2 separate regions of the Bos taurus genome follow, and region 1 is linked to region 2. The links are chromatin contacts, called in public Hi-C maps. All regions are on one chromosome and are shown on one strand. The core of a region is the stretch at or near the end of the contact, and the rest is flanking DNA. Distances in the headings are between cores, read along the strand shown.

Region 1 (5,370 bases), core at 740-3,239, 120 kb after region 2:
AAAGTGAAGTCGCTCAGTTGTGTCTGACTCTTTGCTACCCCATGGACTGTAGCCTACCATGCCTGAGGAGCATCTCAGTCCATGGAATTTTCCAGGCAAGAGTACTGGAGTGGGTAGCCATTCCCTTCTTCAGGGGATCTTCCCAACCCTGCAGGCAAGACGCTTTACCGTCTGAGCCACCAGGGAAGCCTATGGTCTGTAAACTATACTTTAACAAGGATTGTCATTGGAATTGTAAGTCTTGAGATAGGGAAAAAGCACCCTGCTATGACCTGGAGAAAAGAGCAATTGAGGTTCTTTGTGGTCAGTGAATAAAACCAGGACAGAAAACACTTTGTTTCAGTCACCAGAATCCCTAATTCTGTGGGTGTGCACAGTTTTCATGAGAAATCCTAGGCCTTCAATTAGTAACTTGTTCTTTAGTCATTTAAAGTCAGTAAAGATATTTGTTTAGTGCCTCTGCCAGATGGTTAAAGTTAAATCAGGTCTTTAATCTTAAAAACCATGCAGCTTCTCTGTCACTTACACATCATGGTGTGTTGCAAACCATAGCAGTATAAATTTTGACGATAATGAGTGTTTATTTTAGCTTTCAGGCTAAATATTTTGCCTGATTAGATTATAGATTATAGTTTCTACTTATATTTCTGTTCCCCCATCATCTTGTGTGTGTGTGTGGGGAGGATGGGGGAGAGTTTGGGGGTATTGATAGTAGTGGTAAAAGACTATTGATAGATCTTTTGAAAATAAAATATTTGTTGGGTATTACAGGAAGCTCTTCTGACCCCAGGATGTCAAATTATACTATTAATCATGGCAAAAATCTCATGTCACATCCTTGAGTACAGTTGTTTACTGAATTTTACCCATATGCACATGTAAACACGGATTTCAGAGTTAATCAATGCAGTAATTATTATTTGTGTCATAGACTTTACTCAGCCGTATGAAATATATGCATTATGTTCACAAGAGAAAAATGATGTCGTCTTTGGAAACTTTAATTGTAGAATGCTTCATCTGACACCCTATATAAACACAGGACTAAATATATAGTTATGTTTTTATAGTTAGTGACAATATAGTTAGAAGTCAAGCGGCATTTAGAAGGAACATATGTAACACACTGTGGAAGAAAATTATTGGGATAGTCTTGCTGGTCATTAAAGCGTTGGACAGGACTGAGCGACTTTCACTAACAGTTATTAGGCTGTAATTAATAGGTAACGATTAGAATCCAGTTGTAGGTTTTGTTTTGTTGGCCACGGGGCATACAGGGTCTTAGTTCCCCTACCAGGGATCGAACCTGGGTCCCTTGCAGTTAAAGTGCAGTGTCCTAACCAGTGGACCACCAGGAGAGTCCCAGAATCCAGTTGTATCTTTGCCATTGTATATGTTAGAAAAAGCTTTGTTAGAGATGAGAGAATACCGCAGATACTCTAGGTTTTGTCACTTAGCTGAAGGTGAACTGGGGAAATAATGCATTCTAGTCATCAATAGGATTTAGTGAACTTCTCTTCTAGGACTTGTAGCTTCGTGAACCTTTGTTGTTCTGATAAAATAATGTTCCGTGTGTGGTTGTTTGTTTCCATTCACTGAGAGACATCCTAGGTTGTGGGGTTTCTTCTCTGCCTTCTTTTGCAGCGGGCATCTGAGAGGTTGCGTGTGCTGGGCTCAGCAATGGGGAGGAGGGATGATGTACCCATCAGGGGCTACCAGCCCATTCTCCATCCTCGGACGGCTGTCTCCAAATATATCTAGCAAAGCAGAATGAAGTTCTTTGAAGAAATAAGTATTAGCCAAACTAGCCATTTCTGCTTTCGAAAAGGATAGTTCAGAAGAAACTTCCTGGTGAGCTCATTTTTAGTTGCTCCCTTGTCCTTCTTCCCTCAGGCTGAATCAGTTACCTCCTGGCCTGTGATTGGTTAGTGTACACACACCAGTGTTTATTTGAGCCCTTATCACATCTGCCTTATGCCAGTCATTTCCTGTCAGCCATGAGCCCCTCCCTGGTCTGCGTCATCCCAGACACTGACGGGTCACCACGCACATTCACTGAAGTACTGACCACATTTTACTGACTTGATTTGGGGAAGCCTTATTGAATAAAATAGTAAGAATGAAAGACTCATTGAGAACTTAGAAAAGTGGATTCCTAGATTCCTGACATTGATAGAGTGACTGGATGATAGTTTGCCCATAAGAAAAAAATAATGTAGAATTTTTATTAATATACAGATCCTTTCTTCGATGGTGTATAAGCTGTACTAAGAATTAGCTTGGTGACTTTAGCTAAGGCATGTAATTCTATTAATAATTGTCAGTTACTTTCTGGGGATAACTATACTTGATCATCTCTGAAGTCTCATACTGTGCTTAAGATTCTCAGTGTCCAGTGTAAAGCTAGAGAACATTCTAAATTTCTGTTGGTTCTTGTCACCTTGAAGTGCTTTCATACTCCTTAGACAAATTGTGTGTGTTTTCTTTCTCTTTGTTTTCTCTTTGAAGATGAGATTCAGTGCAGTCTGTCTGCAAAGCAGTGTTTTAAGAGTGGCTGTCTTGTTTAGCTCATGAAGTGATGGAAAGATCTATTATTCAGTTGCAGCTTAAATAATGTACCAGCTCAGTAGGTACTGAATTCTCTTCCTCACTCTGCAGCCCCAAGTCAGCAGCTGCAACCATCTCACAGAACTTCTTGAGAGTTCTTTTTCCTTCCTCTTCCTTTTCCCCTCCACCCTTCCCAATGAAAGCTGAATCCTGAGAGCCTCCAGTACCCACTCCCTTCCCTATGGAATCCTCTCCCAGGAGCCACGATGCCTGTAGCATGGGCACAGAAGGTAAGGCAGGCCTGTCACTAGGAGCCCTTTCTGATTTGTTCTTCACCAGTGTACTGGAGACGGCCTCCTGGTGACTGTTGCAAGACCTCTTTCACTGTTACTGACTGACATGAAGTCACTCTCCGGCAGCCACATTTCATAGATGCCTCAGGCACATGGGATTTTTTCTGCCTAACTTCAGGGAGAGCACTTCGCCTGCCTTGGTCGGGTCTGTTTAGTGTCTGGGTGAGTTTTAAGAGGGGAGAGAGATTTGTGGCATCTCAGACATGCATTGAAATTTTCCAGAAATGCAACTGGAAGCATTTGTGCTTTTCCTTCTGTTACTGTGAAGAGTCTAAAAACAGGCAAGTGGCAATATGTTGAAATCAAGAGGTAATGAGTTCACTTTGAACATCAGTGTTTTTTCAGATTTTAATCAGAGGCCGAGAAGGAAATGGCAACCCACTCCAGTATTCTTGACTAGAGAATCTTGTGGATAGAGGAGCCTGGTGGTCGCACAGAGTTGGACATGACTGAAGCGACTTAGCATGCATGCGTGCATTGCAGAAGGAAATGACAACCCACTCCAGTGTTCTTGCCTGGAGAATCTCAGGGACAGAGGAGCCTGATGGGCTGCCATCTATGGGGTTGAACAGAGTTGGACACGACTGGAGCAACTTAGCAGCAGCAGTAGAAGCAGCAATACTTGATCAGCTTATAGTTCTTAAGTATAGTTTGCAGATGTCTTTACTCAAGAGTTGGGAAGAGACAGGAAAGGTAGACTGAATTTACCAAAGAAGTGAGGTGAAAAATATTTGCCTGAAATTGAGGAAAATTTTCCTGTGGGAACGGTGGTCTCAAAAGCTTGCTTACTCACAGTGAAGTTTTTTTCTATATTATTATGTTCATTTTTTTTTTTTAATTGAAGTATAGCATATATAGTAATATATGCAGAAGTATAGTAATATATACAGAAGTGGGGAGCTTGATACTTTTTTTTTTTAATTGTAGTAAAACACAGTAAGACCCACCATTTTAACCATTCTAAGTGTAAATTCAGTGGCATCTGCTTGTGCAGCCACCATCACTATCCAGTTACACAGCTGGCTGAACTTTTACATGAATGTATGCATTGTGTGATTGCCACCTGGATCAAAAAACAGAACTTTCCATCACTCTAGAAGGTTCTTCTTTCTTGCCACTTTCTTGACTGTTACCACCCCACCAACAAGGGAACCTCTCTTCTGACATCTCTTACCATCGTATAGCTTTGCTTCACTTTGATAGGATCTGTATAAATGAAATCAGCATTTGGTATCTGGTTTCTTTCCTCAGCATAACCTTTGTGTGGTTATGTGATTCAGTAGTTTTTTTTTTTCGCTCAATAATATATGCTTCACTTATATGAATTTCCCAGTTTGTTTATTCATTCTTTTGTTGATGGATATTTGGGTTGTTGTCAGGTTTTTGTTTTGTTTCTATTATGGGTAAAGCTGCTATGAAAGTCACCTAATACTTTGTTCTGTTGGCTTATGCACCCATTTCTCTTGTGTAAATTCCTAGGAGTAGAATTGCTAGGTCATGGGCTGGAGACATGCTTAACTTTGCTTTTGTGACTGCTGAAATCAGGCATACCTCGGTGTGAGTTCTTTTTGTCCTGAAACTTGCATGGCCTTAGGCAGTTTACTTTGCTCAGCTGTGAAATGGGCATCATATACCTCTGGGTCAGGGCTCAGTGAAGAAGACAGACGTTCTAGACCTTTCAAGGGGAAAGGGACTTAATGGAGGGAATTAGATGCCTACAGAACAAATGGCTTGAGGGATGAAAACCAAGGGCCCATCACTAGGTCTCTGATTTGCCTCCTAGAAAGTTAGAAAGCTACTTCTGCCCCGAGCCAGGGACCTCTTTGATTTTATCAGCCTCTGTAGCCAAGAGGAGGCTGAAATGATAGGGAGTTTGGAGGCGGCTGCAAAACTCAGGTCTGGGAAGTAAGTTTCTGCCTATGACTGCTGCTACAGGAAAAGAAAAAGGAAAACTAACGGCATCTGTTTCCCTTCATCCTTTAGATCATAAGTAAATACTTGCACCTCATTGGTACCCTTTGGGCAAAGATATTGGGCCTTCTAGTCTCTGGGACTAGGGGAAGCTGAACAAGAAATTTCAGCAAACAAGAAATGGCATAGATGCCTCCTAGGGTTGCAATGGCAATTTCATTGCAGTGGCTATAATTTGCTTGTATTATCACTATTACCGAAGAACATGATGCCACAGTAGTCACAGGACTGCTTTTTGTAATCTGTGTTCAGAATCAGTACTTTGACAATCACCTGCTGGAGTGTGGATGCCACTGTTAAGTCATCCCAAAGTATTGTCTCTGAAGGGCCTGTGTTTCTCAACTGCTCTGTGATGGTTGATACTTTTCAGTATGAGTAAGCTTGAAGAGTTTTAATTTGCAGGCCTATAAATTAATACAGGCTGCCAAGTGACTTGGTTCTAAGAGCTGCTCTTTGATGTATAACTTTGTGAAACTTAATATTTCCTTTAAAAAAAAAA
Region 2 (5,433 bases), core at 1,364-3,863:
AGCAGGAGGGAGGAACCTCCCTGAGAGGGGTTTCTGGGAGACAGAATGTTCCAGGGATTTCACACAATGCTGGGGAAGCTGAGGAAGGGACGAATACAGTCAAAGCAGACAACACAAGTGAAGGGGAGGCAGTTAAAAATCCATGAAAAAACACACTTAACTCTCCATGAAATACAATGTATCAAATATAAAAACTGGTTGTGGGACTTGCCCTGTGATAAAGTGGTTGAGAATCTACCGTGGGAAGTAGGGGACGTGGGCTCAATCCCTGATCAGGGAACTAAGCTCCCACATGCTACAGGGCAACTAAGTCCTTGTGCCACAAGTACTGAGCCTGTGCAGTCTGGAGCCTGGCCACCACGACCTAGAAAGTTGGTGTGCCCCCAGGAAAAGCTCCCACGTGACGTAACAAAGATCCAGTGTACTGCAACTGAGAGCTGATGCAGCCACACAAATAAGACAATGTAAACCTTAAAAAAAAAAAAAGATTGTGCCATGGATAATATTTGCATAGTAATAATTTATTCAACAAATATTTATTGAGGACCTTTTCTATGCCAGACCCTTATCTGGCTCTGGGGACATATCAGGGAACAAAGGCAAGCTGCTTCCTCTCAGGTAACTCATATTCTAGTTGGGAAGACTTGTGTATTTAAAAAAGAATGAGGTTAGTTTCATCTTGCATCCTTGTTCTACAGACCAAATAAATACACCTACTGCGTTGTCTGGAAGAATGCTCACTACAGGTTTACTGTGGTTATTCCAAGGGGTGATTTCTTGCTCTCTTTTGAGTGTATTTTTTCAAATTTCCTAACATTTTATAAAGTATATAGTATTTGTGCAAAACATTAAATCACTGCTTTGTAAAGAGAAATCACACTGCTTTCTGTGCAAAGCAGAAAGCACTAGCTGGGGTGGGAGCTTAAGTCATGTTTATGACTTAAACATGAAAATCATCTCTAACCTGGTGTGCCCAATTCTCTTTTACCACCTCCCAGGACCTGGAGAAGGACAAATTTCTGGGAGACCTTAGTATTTTCTGTTCTGCTATGCTGAGTCTGTTTCCTTGACTCAAAAGATAGGGCAGGGATACCAGCTTTGTTGGGAGTTGGAGCAGGCACCCTTCTATGCCGGAACACGCTAAGCACACTGGTTGATAAGGCTGCAGCTCTCTAAGTGTATAACTGCATTCTGAGTGTGTGAGGAAGGGCCTCACTGTCAGTGCAGCGGGGTCAGGGCAAAGGTCACCAACCAACACAATTCCCTTTGCCTCAAATGGATTCTTCCAGTGTGGCTTCATGAGTGCTTCTCTGATGTAGCATCACTGCCATTTTGGACTGGATGATTCTGCGTTGTGGGTGGCCTTCCTGTTCATAATAGGATGTCTAACAGCATTCCCCGGCATATATGCAGCAGGTACTCTATAAATGGCTGCTTAGAATTAACTGAATGCAGGAGAACATCTCTCATCCAGAAAAACGCCCTGTCAGATAGCCAGTCAGATCCCATCTCCTCTACCCTATTTTTCCAGGTCCTGTGCAAATGCCACTTCCTCCACGAAGACTTCCTTGATTGCCCCCACTTCTAGTTATAAATACTCTCCCATGCAACTCTGCCACTCTTTAACATTTGTCATTGTCCTAAGTATTTATATATGTGTCTTATCCCCACTATTCACAAAGTACCAAGGTGGCCACTATCTTACCCATAAAAATGATGTTCTCTAGCATGCATATTTGACATTTTCTGAAGCATATACAAAATTGAAAGAACTTTCACAATTTGTATTCCTTTGAAATATACTACCAAAGTAAAATTTTATTTTAAAATGTATTAACAATATTTCTTGTAGGCTTAACAGGATCCAGGGCCTGTCCGAGAAAAAACTTTCCAGATTAACTCATTTTATCCTTACAACAACCCTGTGAAGTAGAAACATTTCTACCCCCATAGAGAAGGCACAGAGAGGTTAATTAACTTCCCGGCTGGCTCAACGGTAAAGAATTTGCTTGCAATGAAGGAGACCCAGCTTCAATCCCTGGGTGGCAAAGATCCCCTAGAGAAGGGAATGACAGCCCACTCCAGTATTCTTGCCTGAAGAATCCCATGGACAGAGAAACCTGGAGGGCTACACTCCAGCAGATCGCAAAGAGTCGGACATGAATGAAGCGACTTAGCACTCACTGGTCTATGAAGTGGGCAGAGGTCAGATTTTTAAACCAGGGAGGCAGTCTCCTGTCTGTACTCTCCTAGCTGCTTTAATCTATACTGGCTTTCAAGCAACCTCAAGACCTGCATCCCACTCAGTTCACAGCAGAACTGCAGCTCCCAAAGCCTTTCTGTATAGAATTCTCCACCAACGGGTCACTAAGCTGAAGTCTCCGATGTCAGGGACCTGGGTTATGCATTCACTACGTTGCCCAAGGGTTAAGCCTCGTGCTTTGCATTAAACAAGCTTTCTATTTCTGTTAAAAGCAGAGATAGAGCAATGCAGGGAAGTTCTTCCTAAAGTCTAACTTCTAGTCATTTCCCAAGCCAACAGAAAAGGGGAATCTGCGGCTGCAATCCGTGACCACCAGGTGGCGCTCGCCATTTCCCGAGCAGGAGGGCGGAGCCGCCGCAGATCACAAAGAGCATGTGGACGCTCGGGCGCCGCTCGGTTGCCAGTTTCCTGCCCCGCTCCGCGCTCCCGGGCTTTGCCCCTACCCGTGCCGGGGCCCCGCGGCCGGCGAAGGACCTCTCGCTCTCCGGCCTCCCGGGCCTGCGAATCGGAACCGCCAAGGCCCCGGCGCGTAGCCAGTCCGTAAGTATCCGCGCCGGCAGCTGCGCAGGCCGCACGCCGGGAGGGAGGCCGCGCACGCCGAGGACGCGCCGGACAAGCGCACTCGCCCCAGCTCCGGCGGGGCCGCGCTTGGGCGGGGAAAGTGCGGCGGCGCGCGGCTGAGCAGTGCCCAGTCTCCGTTTCTCCCGGTTACTTTTGCACTGTTTTCCGCTTTCTTGAGAAAAAGGGCGATTGTATCCTGCGGTGCAATTGCGGGAAAAGCAGGAAAGGTGGGCGGGGACTGACTCTTAGGGGCCAGTGATAGTTCTAAGCTTGTCACTGCTCTTTTCGAGAACTTAAATTTAAGTAATAATATATGCTAGGTACTATAATATACATATAAGTATTCTATGTATAATATTAGCATGCTATGAATATAGAACTACTTAAGTCAAATAGTGTATATATCAATATAATGATATAAATGTGTACTATCAGAGCGATGCTTTCAAGCATGGGCTTTTATGAACGAAATGCTTTCATCTAGCGAGGTGAAGATGTCAGAGTTGCGGAGCACTGCAGCTAGAGCAGCAGGGCTTTTTGGATCGGGCCTGGGTTCCAAATTCTGGCTCCTGGACTCAGCAGAGGTACCTCGAGGGATGGCGGAACCCCTCTGAGGCCTGGCTTGTTTTTCTGGGAAGAGATTACCGCTGGCATAGGTTTAATTAACATATATAAAGTCTTAAGCACTTAATTTCACTTCTCTCCCCCGGGTTACAAAGAAATGCCTGACCCAGTTACTCCACGACTTGGAAGCCCAAAGGACTATGGGATTAAGGAGGTTACACGGGAGGATAGAGGTGATGTTTAATCAGGGTCTGCAGATAGCAGGAGGTGGTGAGCGGCCTTCAGGAGAGAACTGAATGGGCAAAGGCGGGAAGGCAGGCAGGCAGAGATCAGCTCTGAGTGGCTGGTCCACTGGATGGACTGTGGGTAGTGAAAGGGCAGGTGAAATCCAATTCAAATTGTTCATGGAGCTCTGGAAGTTGACTTTAGGCTTAACCCTTCCACTGAGGTGTGCTATTTGACTGTGTTGGAGATATCCCTGGGATTGGTTGCCTACGCTCAAAGTTGGAATCACTGACTTCTCTTCTCAGGAAAACCAGGCAGTCAGGACCACGCTGGTCACAGGTGCCCCTTCTACAGAATGCACATGTTCATCACCCTGTTCCTTCTGTGCTGCTCTTGCCTGGCATGGTGCTGCAGTGGGCGTTTCTGTGTGTGTGAACAGAGTCTTGTCTTGGGTGAAGTCCTCAGGCTGGCCTTGCTGAGTGAGGAGCCAGCAGATACTCAACTCATTTGATGCCAAGAGTGGTTGTGCCCGTTTGTCCTCCCAGAAGTGGATGAGAACTGACTCACTCTTCAAGCTTTCGGTTTGCCATAGCCCAGGGTGACAAGGGGACCCTGGGCTAGCCTCCCTGCTGGCCATCAGGCCAAGCCTCACCAGAGTGGCCTAGGTTGGGTCATGTCCAGGGTCTGAGCTGGAGCCTGTGGAACTACCTAGTATTTCCTGCAGCGTCTCCCCTTAGCCGGCCTTGTACCGAGCTCACGAAGTCACTGAGCCCTGGACACTCGAGTGGGCAGACCTGCCACAGACACACAGTCCAGGGGCTCCAGGTAACCTTGGCAGCAGGAGGGTTGGCCTCGGGGGGCTTAAGGGGGCGCTCTTATAACAGAGCCCTGCCCACCCTGAAGTCCATCTGCAGCCCACAATCAGAGTGGGGCAGCTTCTTCCTTAGCAAAGGCCAGATTTCTCCCCTGAGGTCCTCTCTCTCCACACTGTCCTGACATGCTTCAAAACAAACTGATTGATCACCATCAGGCCCCAAGTTTGGGGTATTGCAGTCCATGACTGCTGCCTTCAGAGGAGGAAGTAGAGGTCTGAAAGGTTAAGCAGTTATCCAGGGAATGTCGGGCTTCCCTGATCGCTCATTCGGTAAAGAATCTGCAATGCAGGAGACCTGGGTTTGATCCCTGGGTCGGGAAGAACCCTTGGAGAAGGAAATGGCTACCTCGTCCAGTCTTCTTTCCTGGAAAATCCCATGGACAGAGGAGCCTGGCGGACTATTGGACACAAATTAGTGACTACACCACCACCACCACAGAGAATGTTAGATTAGGGAGAAGCAGGTAGGAGATGATGGAGGGGGTCTTTGGCAACTGTTCCCTTGTGATTACAATCAGCTGAATAGGGACTTCCCTGGCGGTCCATTGGTTAAGAATCCGCCTTGCAATGGAGGGGACATGGGTTCAATCCTTGGTGACGGAACTAAGATCCCACATGCTGTGGAGCAACTGAGCCTACTTGCCACAACTAGAGAGCCCGCGTGCTACAACGAAAGATCTTGTGTGACACAACACGAAGGCTCCACATGCTGCAACTAAGACCTGACATCGCCAAATTTTAATTCATTCATTTAAAAAAAAAAGAAACTTAAAAAAAAACAGCTGAATAAAGTCTTCTATTCTGGCTGTGAATGAGTACCTTGCTTGAGACTAGCTCTCCAATCAGAACCATCGAAGATATACAATTAAAGGACAAAAGAGAAACACTGTGTGTGAAGGTAGCAGACGGACTAAGACAGCTAGGATTTGAGAGGCCGAGATCCACG

What was found. A called contact is a pair of places that touch in the nucleus more often than the background predicts.
Region 1: a Hi-C map of liver shows a contact between it and region 2, with 2.7 times the contacts expected there. A contact is called at or near these places in 5 of 11 Hi-C or Micro-C datasets (8-cell embryo, blastocyst, liver and 2 more).

What each region holds. Positions count from the first base shown.
Region 1 is chr8:45,339,557-45,344,926 of ARS-UCD2.0, forward strand. The region is part of intron 1 of TJP2 (tight junction protein 2); the gene reads left to right. Among named protein-coding and RNA genes, the nearest start is that of TJP2, 28 kb to the left of the region's middle.
Region 2 is chr8:45,220,041-45,225,473 of ARS-UCD2.0, forward strand. It overlaps FXN (frataxin), which reads left to right and starts at 2,614. Exons shown (of 5, transcript NM_001080727.1): 1 at 2,614-2,803. The coding sequence starts at 2,636. LOC101902390 (a long non-coding RNA gene) reads right to left here and starts at 2,526. Exons shown (of 7, transcript XR_235552.5): 1 at 1-2,526.